Linked DNA regions of Mus musculus: region 1 is linked to region 2. The links are chromatin contacts, called in public HiChIP or PLAC-seq maps. All regions are on one chromosome and are shown on one strand. The core of a region is the stretch at or near the end of the contact, and the rest is flanking DNA. Distances in the headings are between cores, read along the strand shown. Region 1 holds the start of Slc7a4 (solute carrier family 7 (cationic amino acid transporter, y+ system), member 4). Region 2 holds the start of Thap7 (THAP domain containing 7).

Region 1 (4,113 bases), core at 47-2,546, 46 kb after region 2:
CGCAGGAGACAAAGGCAGAAGCCACGAGTAAAATGCCAGCGGCCAGAAAATCTGGATAGTGAGCTAGGAAGGGCACCTGCCAGACGCCCAGGTGAGACTCCGTGAAGTTGCGAATGCTGTGGTTAAAGATGGCATCCAAATAGCCACTCCAGGCACGGGCTACAGCGGCACCTCCAATGAGGTATTCTAGAAGCACATTCCAGCCTATGAGGAATGCCCATATCTCCCCCATGGACACGTACGTGAATAGGTATGCTGAGCCAGTACGGGGCACACGGGCTCCAAACTCTGCATAGCATAGGGCCGCCAGCAGGGAGGCTACAGCGGCCACCAAAAAGGACAAGAGCACAGCGGGGCCAGCCATGTCCTTGGCCACTGTGCCTGTGAGCACATAGAGCCCAGATCCCACCATGCCACCCACACCCAGTAGAGTCAAGTCCAGTGTGGACAGGCAGCGCCGCAGTGATGTCTCCATGCTAGACTCTTCCAGTGGCTTCAGACGGTTCAGTTTCTGGCAGAAGCGTGCCAAACAGGCAGTACTGGGCAGTCCCCGGGCCATGGCAGACGGAGTACTGAACCAGTTTCTGGAACCTACTGGGGACAGACAGCGGGAATAACCAACCATCCTCCATTCTTTCATAGACAGCCCACCCCAGTCCTCGCCTCCTCTCCTTAGGAGCCCAGGTCAGCTGCACCATGGACCTACTTTAGAAGGCTTGAATGGGACGCGTGTCAGGGACTGTGGGCAGAGGGATAGAACGCATGGAAGTCCTTCCTGTCAGCTTTCAGGGCAGTGGAACTGGCAGAGAGAAGCAGACCTGCAGCGGACCTGCGAACCAGGTAGGTGGTTCTGTGAGTGAGTGGGAGGTTGCTTAAGAACAGGCTTGGAACAGGCTGCACCACGAGCAAGAAGAAATGGGAGGCTTCCCTGGAGCAGTGCCAGGTTGTCAGGACCCGGAACAGGAGCCGCTCCTGCAGCCGGGAACGTGGCCAAAGGGACATGGCCTCAGAGAAAAGCGATCACCCCCTCTTCTGCCAGGTTGGAGGAACAGCTCACCTGAAGCCAGGAGGCCAGAGCTGCAAGGGCCCCGATTCCCGATTCCCGGATGTGAAAGCTGTGGTGCACCTCCCCTCGCCATATGCTCCGCAGCCACAGCTGCTGAGGCTAGCTGCCTCCGCCATGTCCCTGTGCCCCTAGACGCCCAAGCCTTCTCTTGCATTTACGTTCCCGCAGCAGCGGTCCCTCCAGACCCGCTATGACCCACCTGCTGTCGCCGTCGCTGCCACCGTGCGCACTGCGCCTGCCCCACTAGTTTACAACGCCTGCGTGCAGGGCCCGCCCCTCGCTGCCAGGCGCCAGATAAACCCGAGCCTCACGACTCACATCACTGGTTGGGTTCTGTACAGGGTCCCCGCACCGCACCACGTCACGTATCAGAATAACCCTCTAAGCGAGTAAACTTCCAACATCGAGACTAGAGCTGACCTGGGTCCTAGGGCTTACTCCACATTTCATCCACCTCCCTAGGTGAGGAAGCCTGCTCGACTAACCTGCTGAGCCCCTTCTCTGGGTCCAGGTTGGGGGTAGAGCCAAGCCTGATACCGCCCCAGAGCAATTACTCTCCTTGATCTCCCTCCACCCCAACACAACTACAATTGGAAAACGTCCAGGTCCCCACCACGGAGCCTGCAAATGTCCAGCACAGTGAGATGAAGACAGGGGTCTGGCAGAGTGACCCTGGCACTCTAAACCTCAGTGGAGTGGCAGTAAGCACCTTGCACACTAGGCTAGAGAGGGCAGCCTTCCGGACGTGTTCTGTGAATTGGCAGAATTTACAAAGCTATTGTCTGTCTGGTAGTGTCCCATAAAAGGACAGTAGCCAGCATCAGAAGACAGCTTGCAACTCTACAGCAGGACTGCCACTTAGGCCCTCAAATATCAGTGACAGCCTCAGAGCACCTGACAGGACCTGGACATTCTTAAAGGACTCTCCATTCATGATAGCCAGCAGCTCTCCGCATTTGTCACCAGCGTTCCCGCCATCAGGGTGCCTGGGTCAGCTACGGCATAAAATCTCCAGAGTCCGCTTATGCTTAGCTCTGAGGAATCTTTTCTCTCTCTCTTCTTCTCAGATTGAAAACAAAGGTGGCAGCTAGGTAGGGTGACCTATGCCTGTAATTCTGGCACTTGGAGGATCAAAAGATTGAAGACCATGTATAAGTATGTATACATAGTTTTCATATATGTATGTGTGGCAATACATATGTGGTGAGGTGCTGACTTGTTGACAGCAAGACAATAGCCCAGCAAAGCCAAGTCGGGCAAAACCGAGGTAGGCATGTTTCTCCCAGAACTTTATATATTTGACCTACAATACATATCTAATGTAGTTAGTATGTATATGCAATAAAATAAACATACAACTATATAATATATACTTGATTATATATGATGATAGAGTGATATAAATACACCACTAAAAATCTATATTTCATACACACAAATATTCAAATTTATGGATGATTACTGGAAACTTAGGATGCAGTCTGCATGACTCATTCAGATGAGGACAAAGCGGTTGGGTGACATTCCAGATACACAGGGACACTTGGAACACTGTGACCTCCTGATAGCCAACATCATCTGAAGGTGCTGCTGCTGTTTAGCGCACTCCCCCATCTCCTCGCCCTCACTTCCTGGACTTAACCAAGCCAGTGCTCCTCATCATGAGACACTTCCACAAAAGCCTAGAAAGAAGCAAGCAGACCGAGAGACCTGGGCGTTTCTGTAGTGCTAACCTCATCTCACCGCCACCATAAGCACCAGCATACAACTGGCATTTGATGCTAACGCTGGGCGATGCAGCAATGTGTTCTACTTTCTAGTTATGAGGTTGAGCAAGTGCTGGACCTCAGTGAGCAAGGCCATGACACGGAGTAGCCTTCTAAGGATGCCGTGAAGAGGAAGCACCAGGGAAGACAGGAAGACGCATTTCCCACTGACTCTGAAAGGCCTGGAGTACCTGACACTAAAATGAACAGCACATGAGAAACTGAGCTCCCAGCCAGTAATATTTGGGTAGATCCAGGACTCCTCAGCAAAATGCTAGCAAAGAGCCAGAGAGACCGCTCAGCAGGCAGACACCTGCTGCCTACCATGAACATTTGAGTTCCACTCCCTAAGCTTGATGGAGAGACCTGACTGCAGTCAGTTGTCCTCTGACCTCTACATGTGTACTGTGGCATGTGCACATGCATGCATGCACACACATACTTGTACACATATTACCTAACAAGTCGTATTTTTTAAGATTTTATTTGTATTATTCTAATTATGTGTTTATGTGTGGGCAAGAGACATGTGCAACTCATACAGTGCCCACATATGCCATAAGAGGACACCTGATCCCCTGGAGCTGGAGTTATAGGTAGTTGTAGCACCTGATGTGGGTGATGGGAACTGAACTTGGGTCCTATACAAGAGCAACATGTACTCTTTACCACTGAGTCATCTCTCCAGACCCTAGTTTATTTATTTTTATTTTATGTACATTGATGTTTTAGCTGCAGGTATTGGCTGTATTAGGGTACTGGATTCCCAAAAGCAGGAGTTACAGACAGCTGTGGGTTGCCATGTGAGTACTGGGAATCAAACACAGGTTTTCTGGAAGAACAGCCACTGAGAAATCTCTCTAGCCCTAAAATCTTTTCAAAAGAAAAAATGCTAACAAATTACACACACACACACACACACACACACACACACACACGAGAGTCACACGGGATATATCCCAAGAATGCAAAGTTGACTTGATATATAAAAGGCAATCTATGTAATATAGCATACTGATAAAATAAATAATCAAACCCACAAAATCATTTCAATTGACACAGGAAAAATATTCAACGAGTCCAGTATTGGTTTGAATGAGAATCCCACCCACCCACCCACCTCCCGCTCATATACTTGAATGCTTCATCACCAGATAGTGGCACTATTAGAGACTGATTAAAAGGTTCAGGAGGTGTGGCCTTATTGAAGGTATGTCTCTGAGCAGGGACTGGGGGTTTCAAATATTCAGTCTCCGGCTCTCTGCCTGTGTGTCAGAGTGT
Region 2 (4,154 bases), core at 592-3,091:
TCAAGAATGCCACGTGTGGTAAAATCAAACTCATCTTCCCTGTGAATGAGCTTCCCGGGTTAAGGTGAATGGAGAACCCACCAGCAGGGATAGGTGGACGGCTGGAAGAACTAGGTGCTAACCATCCTATGAAAAAGCTGTTTTTCTTTTGCATGGAGCGGCTAACCTCAGGTGACTTCCTTAATCATTCTCTACCTTTGTTTTTAAAGATTTTTTTCCTTAAAAACCTTTTTTATTTTTATGTGTATAAGTGTTTGCCTATGACTGTTCACCGAATGCGTGCCTAGTACCTACAGAGGTTAGAAAAGGATAAAGGATCACTTGGAACTGGAGTGAGCCAGTTCCAGTTCCAGACTGCTATAAGCCATTATGTGGGTGGTGGGAAATGAACACAGGTCTTCTGGAAGAACAGCCAGTGAGTGCTCGTAACCTCTGAGCCAGCTCTACTGATGTGTATGAATATTTTGCCTGCATGTACATATGTGTACCCGTGCCCTCAGAGGTAGATTGAACCCCAGTCCTCTGTAATGCTCTAAAATGGTTAAGCCATCTCTCCAGCCCTTCCACCTTATTTTTTTAAAGACAAGTTTCTCAACTCAACACAGGGCTCAACAACTCATCTAGACTAGCTTTTCCATAAGTCCTTGGGATCCCCTTTTTGTTTTGTCTTCTCCAGGACTGGGATTAAAGGAACAAGCAATCACATGTGGCTTTTTATTTGGGTCCTTGAATCTGAAATCAGGTCCTAATGCTTGCATACCACGTCTTTAGCAAAGGGGGCTATTTCCCCAGCCTGGAAAGCCTGATTTTCTCTAATGTCACTGGCACAGTGATCCTGGGATCATGCTTTAACTGTACAAAACTGGAAAGAGGCTTGGCACGCTTGACAACTGGTCTGCTTGTCTCTGAGCATGCCAGCGGATGTGCATGGACTCCACCAGGGCAAAGAGCTGCCTCGTTTGACCCACTGCTCTGATGCCTCACAACCTGTCCTGGTGTTAGCTGGCAGAAAGACCCACCTGATTCCCACCAGCTCAAAGCAGTTTTCCTCGAAGTGTTTGGAGCAGAAGTAGATGTACTCAGAGGTCGGATCCCACAGGCCCTGGCCGCTGGGGTCCAGCCGCTGACAGTTGGCCAGCCACAAGCCGCGCCTGGGGTTGTCTTTCTTGGGAAGTCTGCAGAGCCACAAAACCGTGAGCACCAGACTGTCTACAGTCCTGCGTTCAGGATGCCCAAGCTCCCCAAGCAAGAATGGCAGACCTCCCCGCGACCCTTTCAGATTACCACCCGCTGGGGGAAAGGAGAAACTGAGAACGAGAGAAAGAAAGGGGCCGGCTCAGCATCATCTAGCAGGAATGAGTCGGAGCTGTAAATCCAAGCCAGGTAAGCGTCCAGTCCTTTTTCCGGCTGGACTCGAGACTATGCGCCCTTCCCTGTCACCCTCCCGCTCACAAGTTCAAGCCTCACATCGACCTCGGGAAAGCGCCGTCTCCTGCGAGGCCTAAGGTGCGGCAACACCGGCGCCTGCGCTATGAGCCCTCGCGTGCCACTACGCACGCGCGCTGACCTGTGGAAGGAGATGCCGCGGTTGCGAGTCTCGCGCGTATCCCGTGTGCAGCAGCCGGCGGCGGAGCAGTGTCGCGGCATCTGGGGAAGGGGCGGGATCTGGGTGGTGGGCGGCAGTCGGGGGAGGACTGTCTTCACGCCCAACTGTCACTCCCTCCAGAGGGCCCGAGCCGGTCGGCTCCCCGAGGCCCGACCCCGTACCAGTCTTGTCCTAGCTCGTTCTATAGACTCCCGTCAGCGGTACTCACGGTCTTGCCATTGCTGCGCCGCCAAAATCTCGCGATGGGTGGATCGACGCGGAAGTTGGGAGCAGAGATACTCCGTCGCCCGTGGCGCGGGCCCCCAAGGGGCGGGACCGGAAGAGATCCTGGCGGGGCGGGCCACCGGATGTTGGGAGTGAGGGATGGCGATCGTCGCTCCCGAGTTGAGGTTTCTGCATCTGTAGTTTCGGGTCCCTGTTTTGTTTGAGCGTCTGTCGTTTGGACGAAGCAGCTGGGTGTGGTCTGTACTGCTCCCTGAACAACGTACGCGCACACTCTGGTTGAAAAAGATCCACCACCAAGAAAAACCTGGGCTCTTTACTGAAAGAACTCGGCCACGGACTGGTGGCTCAGCACTTGCTACCAACCCTGAAGATTGAATTTGATCCCCAGGACGCAACCTGCTGGAAGGAGAGAACCAACGTCCAGTAATTGTCCTTTGATCCCCATATACATGCACAAAATAAAATGTTAACGACACATTTAGAACATTTTCTTTTAATGGCCTTGTAAAGGCCTGGGTGAAGATAGTGACCTTATGGGAGGCCGTCCCAATATACTAAGTAGCAACTGTCCAGTTATCGGAATGTTCATTTTTCAAACCCTGAGACGCTAGCCGGTGTGTTCCGAGAGCACGGTTTCCCCAGTGATGCTTTGAAGGGGGATTTCTCTGACCACAGGATCAGGCGTTTTACATTCTAGGCTCACTTTTGTAGCAGGAACAAAGTCAGAAATGGGTTCCTTGGGTTTCTGCTGGGGGAAGAGAGGTGAACAATTACAATCTTGGGATGCAGAAGGGGAGGTTATGGGACTCCAGGCCTGAAGGGCACAAAGGCATACTTGATCTAAGTACCGGCGAGGTTGGGTAGCCTGTTATGCTCCTGTAGAGGAGTTGTCTTGGCTGAAAAGGTCATCGAAGCCCCTATTTAGTTGGTTTTGATTTTTCCTGATCTGTTGGAGGCATTCATCCCTATATAAAGCCTCCCATTGAAGGAATAGGGGGCAAGAAGGACCAACCGATGTGCTGGCTCAGTAGTGTACTTAGAGCTGCACAAGACTCAGAAGAATGGATTTGGCCCAGGGTGCATGAGTACCATCCTCCTTTTGATTGTCTAACCTCTTTTAATTCATTGGCCCAGTAGGGATACCAGTGTAGGGGCAGAGAGTAAGTGAGTTGAAAACATGGAAAACCCAGGTGTTACTTTATTTGTGCTGAAGTTTGGACGAATCTCTAATTTCACATAGTTGGTGGGTGTGGGAGGTAGAAGACAAAGAGCCTTCAAGAGTTCTATGAGTGTTCTTAGGGTGTGAGGGAGGCAGGAGGGGGCATAAGGCATCAGTGGGGCATAAAGAGGGTGTGTGTGGATGTGGCAGGTCATTTTCTAATATACTCAATGGCCTGTTCAAGGGCAGTGAGCTCCACCTAGGGGCAGTCTTCAGGGCGCTCCTCCACAAGATGTGGCCAGACAATAGACTTCACCTAGGTTAGAAGACTCCACCCTAGGTGGGCTAGGCAACTGTGGTAAAACAAGGTCTGATTCAGCCTGTTCAAGGCTAGCCCCGACCAAAAGAAGTTGCCCCTTCACCGTAGTCAGTCCCTTGCGATGCCTCAAATTGAAGGTAAAGGAAGAAGGAAGAACCAGCTGAGGATCCTCAGGTTGGGATGCTGATGTCCCTCAGAAGGAAATCCTTGCCATCTTCCGAGCATCCCTGTTTGAGCCCCAGATGTGGGTCCTTTGCTCCCGACTGGGCGTTGATCACTGGTGGTCTCAGGATGCAGAGGAGCTGGGGAGCAGGGTCTCAGGCAGTGGTGAGTATTTTATTGAAATAGTGGGGCTAACTGACGTAGCTCAAGTCAGAGGGAGGAGAGGTAAGTGTTGCAGCGGGGGCAGGGACCTTCCAAGTGTATTAGATTAGCAGACCACAGTCTGTCGGGGTAATCTTTTTTTTCCCACAGTGTAAAGGTTGTCTTTGTACTATTCAAATGTTGATTTCTGTACCGGTGACGAGTTGAGTGCTGGCTGGACTTTGGTATTGGTTATTTTTATGGATCATCACCTGCTTCAGTATTTTGTAAACATACACCTCCCTCACCTTTTGATTGGTTTAACAAAGATCTGACGGCCAGTAGCTGAGGCAGGAGAGGAGAGGCGGGACTTCTGGGCAGAGATGGACTCTGTTGGAAGAATCAAGTTGACACGGAGTCGCTCGGACTTAGTGAGTGAGAAAAAGGTAATAGGCCACGTTACAGACATGGATTTATTAAATTCATCAAGCTACACACCAGCCAGAATGGCTAAAATAAAAAATTCAGGTGACAGCAGATGC

Evidence for each region. HiChIP or PLAC-seq counts read pairs in DNA pulled down with a chosen protein or histone mark.
Region 1: a contact with region 2 is called in an H3K27ac HiChIP or PLAC-seq map of embryonic stem cells, with 10 read pairs. The contact joins the promoter of Slc7a4 here to the promoter of Thap7 in region 2. A contact is called at or near these places in 1 of 39 promoter capture datasets (macrophages), 3 of 15 datasets of contacts at CTCF or cohesin (CD8 T cells, the NIH/3T3 cell line and embryonic stem cells), 7 of 484 Hi-C or Micro-C datasets (the AML12 cell line, cardiomyocytes, cerebral cortex and 4 more), 10 of 115 datasets of contacts at active chromatin or transcription factors (CD8 T cells, the SCID.adh cell line, bone marrow-derived macrophages and 4 more) and 3 of 9 other capture datasets (adipose tissue, liver and pancreatic islet).

The regions. Positions count from the first base shown.
Region 1 is chr16:17,575,375-17,579,487 of GRCm38.p6, forward strand. It overlaps Slc7a4 (solute carrier family 7 (cationic amino acid transporter, y+ system), member 4), which reads right to left and starts at 1,297. Exons shown (of 5, transcript NM_144852.3): 1 at 1,266-1,297; 2 at 1-591. The coding sequence starts at 559. It overlaps LOC115488657 (a long non-coding RNA gene), which reads left to right and starts at 505. Exons shown (of 2, transcript XR_003951946.1): 1 at 505-840; 2 at 1,040-1,383.
Region 2 is chr16:17,529,211-17,533,364 of GRCm38.p6, forward strand. It overlaps Thap7 (THAP domain containing 7), which reads right to left and starts at 1,842. Exons shown (of 5, transcript NM_026909.2): 1 at 1,815-1,842; 2 at 1,568-1,647; 3 at 1,020-1,175. The coding sequence starts at 1,647.